Regions from separate parts of the Ovis aries genome. Here regions 1 and 2 are each linked to region 3. The links are chromatin contacts, called in public Hi-C maps. All regions are on one chromosome and are shown on one strand. Each heading gives the region's core, a stretch centred on a gene start, on an enhancer-like site or on the middle of the called end of the contact. The rest is flanking DNA. Distances are from core to core; before and after follow the strand shown. Region 1 overlaps LOC106991526 (a long non-coding RNA gene). Region 2 holds the start of KLF6 (KLF transcription factor 6). Region 3 overlaps LOC105611101 (a long non-coding RNA gene).

Evidence for each region. Hi-C and Micro-C count contacts between places; a contact is called where the count stands out from the background.
Region 1: a Hi-C map of skin fibroblasts shows a contact between it and region 3, with 4 times the contacts expected there. The contact joins two enhancer-like sites. A contact is called at or near these places in 4 of 16 Hi-C or Micro-C datasets (liver, omental adipose tissue, skin fibroblasts and 1 more).
Region 2: a contact with region 3 is called in a Hi-C map of muscle, with 4 times the contacts expected there. The contact joins the promoter of KLF6 here to the enhancer-like site in region 3. A contact is called at or near these places in 4 of 16 Hi-C or Micro-C datasets (muscle, skin fibroblasts and tail adipose tissue).

What each region holds. Positions count from the first base shown.
Region 1 is chr13:44,129,595-44,132,294 of ARS-UI_Ramb_v3.0, reverse strand. The region is part of intron 1 of LOC106991526 (a long non-coding RNA gene); the gene reads left to right. Among named protein-coding and RNA genes, the nearest start is that of KLF6, 51 kb to the left of the region's middle. Within about 2 kb of position 1,319, at least 27 of the 54 cell types and tissues checked have an H3K27ac peak or open chromatin away from gene starts, as enhancers often do.
Region 2 is chr13:44,181,088-44,183,787 of ARS-UI_Ramb_v3.0, reverse strand. It overlaps KLF6 (KLF transcription factor 6), which reads right to left and starts at 1,415. Exons shown (of 4, transcript XM_012188639.4): 1 at 1,105-1,415. The coding sequence starts at 1,308.
Region 3 is chr13:43,584,909-43,587,608 of ARS-UI_Ramb_v3.0, reverse strand. The region is part of intron 1 of LOC105611101 (a long non-coding RNA gene); the gene reads right to left. Among named protein-coding and RNA genes, the nearest start is that of AKR1E2, 99 kb to the right of the region's middle. Within about 2 kb of position 1,333, at least 12 of the 54 cell types and tissues checked have an H3K27ac peak or open chromatin away from gene starts, as enhancers often do. A contact at or near this core is called in muscle, where this site is marked.

The DNA of each region.
Region 1 (2,700 bases), core at 70-2,569, 540 kb before region 3:
GTCACAGACATCAGGAGCTCGGGACACTCACCCTCGAGATACAGAGGAAGAACCTCAGAGATGGCTCAGGATGTCCTCTGATAGTGGGCAGTGCTATCTTATTACAATTCTGGACTTCCTTGTGAGCATCTGACAAAGCTTCTATATTTTCTTAAGACACAAACAGGCAATGCTGGAAAAAAGAAGAAAAAAGGGAAGTTAAACAATGCTTGGCTAAGTGTGAAAGAAACATAACTTTTCCACGTGATACCAAACCCATCCTAATGCAACACCCCTTTCTCTGCTGTTCTCTCATTTTCTAAATAAAGCCACCCTGAGGAAGTAGTGGTGTCATCAGCTTAATTAAAAATACTTCCTTCATCTTGGCTGTCCAGTGACTTGTACACATTCTTCTTGGCTGACTTTTACCAGAATGAGTGATCCAGCTTCTTCGAAGAGGTTGCTGCCAGCATTACAACAGCGAATGGATGTAGGACCCCTCTCACTCTTGCTCTTCAGGGACCGCTAGTGTAATGAGGTAAACAGTGATCTCATTTTTGGTCATTGCAGTTTTGCTGACATTGTAATAAAAGACATGAGGTAGTCGTCAATTTACTTCTTTTGTTTGTTTTAGCTTTTGTGTTTTTTGTCTCAAGGAGCCACCTCTGAGGAAACGTGAAGCTTTTTTTTTTTTTTTTCTGTCTAATTTTTGTCACCATGAAAGAAATTCCTGCTCTTTAAAGAAATGGGAAAGAATAGAAGACAAGAAGTTACTGATCATCCTCACCATTCACATACAACCACTGTTCGCACATTCCTTGACATTGAAGCACATTTAGGAAGTCTCTATATATGAAGTTTGTAGGTACCCAGTGACTGGAAATGAGAAAGTACCTCAGTCTGTACTGGAAACTCGACATTCTTGAATGGTTACTTAAGCCTGAAATATTTCAATTGAGTTAAACTTTGACCAACCAGGTGACTAGTTTATAGGTCTTGAAACCTTGTGGACGGCTGTGTATCAGCAAAGACCACACACCCAGAATTCCTGGGCCATGTCTGGTGTTTTCTCTCCCTAAGTATTTCAGATGCATTCTCATCTGAAAGCTTTGCGTCTTACTCAACAACCTCTATCTAAACTATGTTAAAGATACATAGAAAAGAGGTGACATCAGGGAGGTGGTTTATTCTTTTAGCCTTGTGTACAGCTAAAGTTGCGGAGCGGTAATGAGTCATGCTGTCTTGTGACCAGCCAGGCACTGTTCCAATCAGAGGGACTGTTAAGATCTCTGACAACAGAACCTGTCATTGTTTGAAGAGCAGATTTCCACAGTGACCTGTACGCTTGGTGATCCAGGCTTCTGTGAGTAACAAAATGCATTCCCATCCCTGATGAATGGCAGAGTGCTAGTGATGAGGTAGCACTTAGTAAAGCTGACTCATTTCCTCATTTACAGATGAAAGGGATTGTCCAAGAAACAACAATCCCCCAGGTAAGTCATGATTCCTTCAGGTAATATGTGGCGAGTTTTTTCAAAGCAAAACTGACCTGTAACACTGTCTTGTCAGCAACGAGGACAATGAAAAAGCAAATTTCTTTATGAAATAATGTCAAAAGTCAGGTCCATTTTTATCCTTGCTACTGCTAAGTCGCTTCAGTCGTGTCTGACTCTGTGAGACCCCATAGATGGCAGCCCGCCAGGCTCCCCCGTTCCTGGGATTCTCCAGGCAAGAACACTGGAGTGGATTGCAATTTCCTTCTTCAATGCATGAAATTGAAAAGTGAAAGTGAAGTCGCTCAGTTGTGTCCAACTCTTCGAGATCCCATGGACTGCAGCCCACCAGGCTCTTCCATCCATGGGATTTTCCAGGCAAGAGTACTGGAGTGGGGTGCTGTTGCCTTCTCCGATTTTTATCCTTAACCATTGCTGATTTCAGATGCTACTCATAAGAAAGAATTCCTGTGGCGGAATCAGGAGTAAAGACGATGGAAATTTTCCCATCAACTGAAATGTAGAATCAACATCAACTTTCCTTTTTATTTTCCACCAGACATGTTTGCTGGTGACATTACAGCTGTTACTCTGGACATCTGGGGGACATCTGTGTGGGAAGTGTGGGGTACCCCCTCCATATTGATGGACAGTCTAGATTCACGGGGCTGGGGGATTTCTAGCCAAGGTGGGTGGACTTGAACTGACTCAGAGGCCACTGACATCTTGGGAAAGCACTCCTTCTCCTTGACTGGCTGTCTTTAGCTCTTTTATCTGTTTTACAATCAGGCTGCCTTTACAAACACATTCCTCCAAGCCTGTTTGGAGTATATTTATTTTTTAACATCCGAGAACCTTGTTGGGAGAAAAACATTAGATCAACACAATCCTCTGAATATCACCCAAAGTCGTAGCTCATTTCTTAGGTTAAATTTTACGAGGACTTTTTTTTTTTTAAGTATAAACTAATAAAGTATAAATTAAAGTATAATTGATTTGCAATGTTTCAGGTGCACTGCAGATTGATTCAGTTATACATCTGTCTATCTAGTCATCGGCTACTTGTCCCCATTCTTTTCCATTACAGCCTGTTACGAGATACCGAATCCAGTTCTCTGCCCTATACAGGAGGTCCTTGTTGTTTACCTGTTCTGTATGTACTAGTGTGTGTCTGTTAATGCCATGTGGACTTTGCAGCAGTGGAAACAGGCTCGTCTAACTAGGATTT
Region 2 (2,700 bases), core at 166-2,665, 600 kb before region 3:
GGAGGGGAGAGGGAAGGGAGGGCTGTGAACAATGAGGCAGGCATGTGAAGGTTGTTCCACTTTGTATTTCATCCCCCTTAAAAGCCTTCTAAGCTTTGAAACCCACAGAATATATGCGATCTGCTAATTCACTTTGTGACAAAAAGCAAACAGCCTAGTAGGGCAGAGACAACCCCAAAACCCTCCTATCTTTTAAAGACAATGGGACAAGTGTCAGAATCTCTCTCCTTTCAGGCAATCCTAATGCAGGAGAAGGGGGAAAAATTGAGTTTTTCAAATGTCCAATGCCCCAAATTCCAATTCCACTAAAAAATGCCGCAAACAGACTCCTCTTCCCAAACTGAGACTAGAAGCAATTCGGACAGGCTCATTGTCATATGACTGATAAGTCACTGGTTGTGCAAACATTGGTCCCCCCCCCTTTTTTTTTTCTGGTCAACAAAAGAAGCAGGTAAGAAAAACAAGGCAGATGGAGGCAAATCTTAAGGATTCCCAAGGTAAAGAAACTAAAAATGGCCTGGTAGAGAAAAGGAGCTTGTGGGTGTTTCGCTGGTGAAATTCTTAAGTAAAAAAAAGAAAGAAAGAAAAACCTGTATGTACAAACACCAAAAAAGCAAAACGAAAACAAAATCCCTAAAAAAAAAAAAAAAAAAGAAGAAGAAGAAGAAGAAAAAATAGCCTTGGCAGTACATGCGGGTTCATATGACCAGGTCCAGCTGTGGAGAGCCTGGAGCTGGAACAAGCACCAAACTTCTGCCAAGGGCTGGGGCCGAGATCAGGCCGCGGAGCTGGGTCTACGCTCGGGAGACGGTTCAGCAGCCCCAGAAAACAGCAAGAACACGGGGAGCGCCCGGCGCCGCTGCGCCCCACTCAGATGACAACTCCGCTCCACGCTCTGAAAGGCCCCTTTAAAGTGCCTTCTGCGCCGGAGGCAAAAGTACGTTTTAACAATAATTATTTTAATTTTTTTTTAAAAATTTACCCAAACCATTAAAAAAAGAAGAAAAAGAACTGCACCTCCAAGCTCACACCGTCCTGCGGGTGCATGCACGCACTCCATGCTCGGCGCACCGGGACACCTGGCTCACGAAAATCCTTATTTACCTGTTGCCAATATTCCTCCAGGGAGGGCAGCGCCGAGAAGTAACCAGTCTCGTGCACAATCTGGAGTTCCTGGAAGATGCTGCACATTGGGAGCACATCCATGTCGGGTTGGAAGAGACCGTCCCCGCTGCTGTAAAAACAGGGAGGCGTGCAGTCTGCAGTCGGGAGCGCGGCGGCCGTGCCTGCAGCGCCGGGGAAGTTCATGCAAACTCAAGTGGGCAGCGATTAGGCGCCACGGGTTCGGGTCCTGGCCGGAGCCCGGAGACGCGCTCGCGAGCCCGCACAATATTTGCAAACACCGGACTGACTGCAAACGTAACCCCTGCAAAACTTCCCTATTCAAAGCTCCGCTGCCAGCCTCCCCTCCTCCCCGCCCAGCTCCCCCCGCCGCCGCCTCCCCACGTGACTCGCCCGCGCCCGCCCCGCGCGCCGCCCAATCACGCCGCTCCCGGCCCGGGGGCTGCGCGGCGATGATGTCAGCTCCGGCCAATCGCGGGCGGCGGCTCACCGCGGCCCCGCCTGGCGTGACCGAGCCTCTCCATCACCGCCTTCGCCATTGGCAGAATTCGAACTTCGGCCGGTTCTGATTGGGAGGCGGTTTCGCAGGCTATTTTTAGCAGGGTATATAAGGCGCGGGCTGTCTCGCGCCGGAGGAGTCGGAGCTGGGAGGTGCGCGGCCGAGAGGCTGCGTGCGCCGCGGCCGGTCGGGCCGAGGGGACCCGGTGTCCCTGCCCTTCTCGTCCCGGTCTCGGTCCTGGCCCCGGTCTTCCCGTCCTCGTCCCCGAAGCCCTCGTCCCCGAAGCCCTCGTCCCCGAAGCCCTGGTCCCCGTCCGTCGGGCTCATCGCCCGGGCCCGGCCTTGGTTTCCCCGTCGTCGTGTCCCCGTCCTTGTCCCCTCAGCCCTGGTCCACGTTCGTCGGGTCTGTCGCCCGGGCCCTGGTCCCCTGACCCTCCGCCGAGCTGAGGGGAGCGCGGCTGGGTCTCCTCTGTCCCTCGCTCCGACCTCGGGCTGGCCGGCCGTTCTCTATCCCCCTCCGTCCTTCCACCCTCTCGGTGCCCCCTCCTGCCCAGCTGTAGATTCCCGTCTCCATCCCCGTCTGTCACCCTCTTTCCCCCCTCCTTTTCGCTCCATTATCCCTCTGTACCTGCCCCGTTTCCATCTGCACCCACCACCCGCGCTGTGTCCCCCTCCCTCCCCGTTCCATCCCCCTCTGTCCCCAGGTGGCACCTGTGACCCCGGAGTGGGGGGCTGACCAGCCCTGCAGGTGTGCTGAGGGACAGGAGGGCCCTAGTCGCAGGGCTGTGTTGTATATGAATCTGAGTTTCCCCCTTCAGCCTCCCTCACAAGGACAGGGCACTTACCTGGGGGACCACGGCGGTGCCACATCCTCACCCCCGCTGCCTGCCTAACCTGCAGGAGCAGAGTAGCCTGGAAGACCCAAGTTGGATCTCCTGGCTCTTGAGGGGGTTATGTGCACTCTTGATTCTCCCGAACACATTTTTATTTTTAAAAAGAGGGCATCTTGTTGGGGCAGGTGGGGTTATAAATAGAGGGAGCCTATAACCAATCTTAGTAGGGTCCCCCATCCACACCAGC
Region 3 (2,700 bases), core at 84-2,583:
TTATGGAGAAAAACACCACTTTGTTGCCATGACTGGCATTTCAGGCAGAGGCTAGAACATTGGCAGAGTCCACCTTGTTTAACATTCGTCCACGAGTCAGATGGTAGTAGGATTTCACTAAATATTTATTAAGGGAAAGAGTCAGTTTAGCTGATCTAATTTCTGACTGTTGACTCCTGGCAGTCTAAACAATTATATTAGTCAAGCTTTCCTAGTTACCCAATAGGGAACAAAAAAAAAATAAAAAATATTTCAAGTAAAACCTGAAGGAAACATGTCTTCAAGAGGGTAGAATATCCAAGACAGACATTTCTAAGGCACAAAATTCATACAAGAGTAGTGAACATCACACCAGAGCTCGCAGACAATAGAGTGTGTTAAGATTTTGACATTCTCAAGCAACTTGAGGCTTTTTGCAACAAATATAATAGAACGTGAGTTTGTAATGAACTGGTGCCTGGGTCTCTGTGACCCAGACGTGCTGAAAAAAAGAAAAGGGAAATACATCTTCTTTTTCCTTCATGTAACCTGAGGCCACTACAGTATTGAACTCCTTTGGTTGAGTGCTTAGCCTGGTATATTTTGTAAGGAATTTTATCTGTTGGCCACCCAGACACAGATTAGATGAGAAAGGAAACAAAATGTAATTGAGTATTTCAGAGCAATCTGTATTTTTGAAAACTGTATGTGTGTGAATGAATATGATATATACAATATGATATAAATAGGATATATAAAATGTAATTTGATATGTTATTGTATGTATTATGTACATAAGCTTCCCTGGTGACTTAGACGGTAAAGAATCTGCTTGCAATGAAGGAGACCCAGGTTCGATCCCTGGGTCAGGAAGATTCCCTGGAGAAGGAAATGGCAACCCACTCCAGTATTCTTGCCTGGAGAATTCCATGGACAGAGGAGCCTGGTGGTATACAGTCCACGGGGTTGCAAAGAGTTGGACACAACTGAGCAACTAACACTTTCATTTCACTTTCTTTCACTTCATTATGTACATACTATAATTTTGCATATGTGCACATATACACACACACAAGTATACAGGCAACTAATACAATATTATCAGAATATTTATTCTTTGACGATGGAAATTTCAGTGGTCATTTTTGGTTTTGTTTCTATTTTTGTACCTTAGATATTTTTCAAATTTTGTTTGGAGAACTTGTATTACCTTCACCAAGATAAAAAGTTATTTGTTTCAAGGCTGGGAAGAGAACAGACAAGAAATCTTCACCTAAAAACTCTGTGTGGTAAGCAGTCTGAAGTCAAAGTTCCTGGCCTCAGAGCAGCAGAGCTGGCAAAACAGAATTGTGGACACCTCTGCCCCCTACTGTTCACCTTCAGTAAGTACCTGGTGATCCTTCATCCGCTCTTAGTAGGAATCTCCAAGGAGATTGTTTACAAAATCACAAAATCCTGTGGTCCTTCCTCTCCTCAGAGATCCCCAGCCTGGTGACCTTCAGACTGCACTGAGAAATGTGTTCTCAGATAAAGAATACCGTGACCACAGATAGAGAAACCAGGAAAAATATGGATGTCACATGTAGGGACACACAGAGAACCTAAGCTTCTTTCGGTTTTTTAAAAACATACTAGTATATAGTACAATGTGCATTGGAAGATTATACATTAATATAGAATATATTTTAAAATATATTAGTCTATATAGTGAGTGTACACTATTAATATTAACAATGTTACATTGTATGTGTTAAAACACTATATGTATTAATAATATTAATGTTACATGTGTACTTTTATATTGCATATGTACTTTACTACACTTGTATATATCTTATTTTTCCTAGTACTATGCTTTTTAAATGCATGTCTATGTTTGTGTATATATTTATATACATGTAGTTTTCTATATGAAGAGTACACAGTATGTATATATATATGTGTGTATGTGGTGGCTCAGACTGTAAAGAATCCACCTGCCAATACAGGAGCTGCAGGAGATGGGGGGGTTCAACCCCTAGGTTGGGAAAATCCCCTGGAGAAGGGAATGGCTACCCGCTTCACTGTTCTTGCCTGGAGAGCCCCATGGACAGAGGAGCCTGGTGGGCTACAGTCCATTCGGTCACAAAGAGCTGGACATGCAGAATAGACACAGCACTCACACACACACATACTTTTACAAATGATTTTGCATTTGTCAGTGTTTTATTTTAATGAAGAGCGCAAAGTGTGACTAACATCTGCATTTTAATTCTACAGCTGGTAAAAGCATTTCTTCCTTTGGAAGTTATTCGAAGTCCCAATTTGCTTCAGAAGTTGGCACATCTGAGTTTCTTTTGGCTGTTATTATTTACGAAATTCAGCATTTTCCCAGAGCCAGCTTTGATATAATAAAGCCCTCAGATCTCCAGTCTCACAACCAATTTATTTACAGTCAGTAAAAGACACTGAGGCCCAATGCCTTTCTTAGACATGCTTTCAATAGCACCCATAGAATTCAGTTACATGTGCTGGTCTGAAGGAAAAATGTGGGCAATGTGATAAACACAGCCTTGCCTTGGCCATAACCAAATTAAAATATCTGCCTCAACAGTGGTAGTTAGGGAACCAAATAGACTGAAAAGAAAACAAGGGAAAAAATTTAATTTGAAAGCAAACAGGCTTACACAGTATTTCCTGATGGCAGATTCTGAACCATGAGGCATGAAAATCAAGCATTAA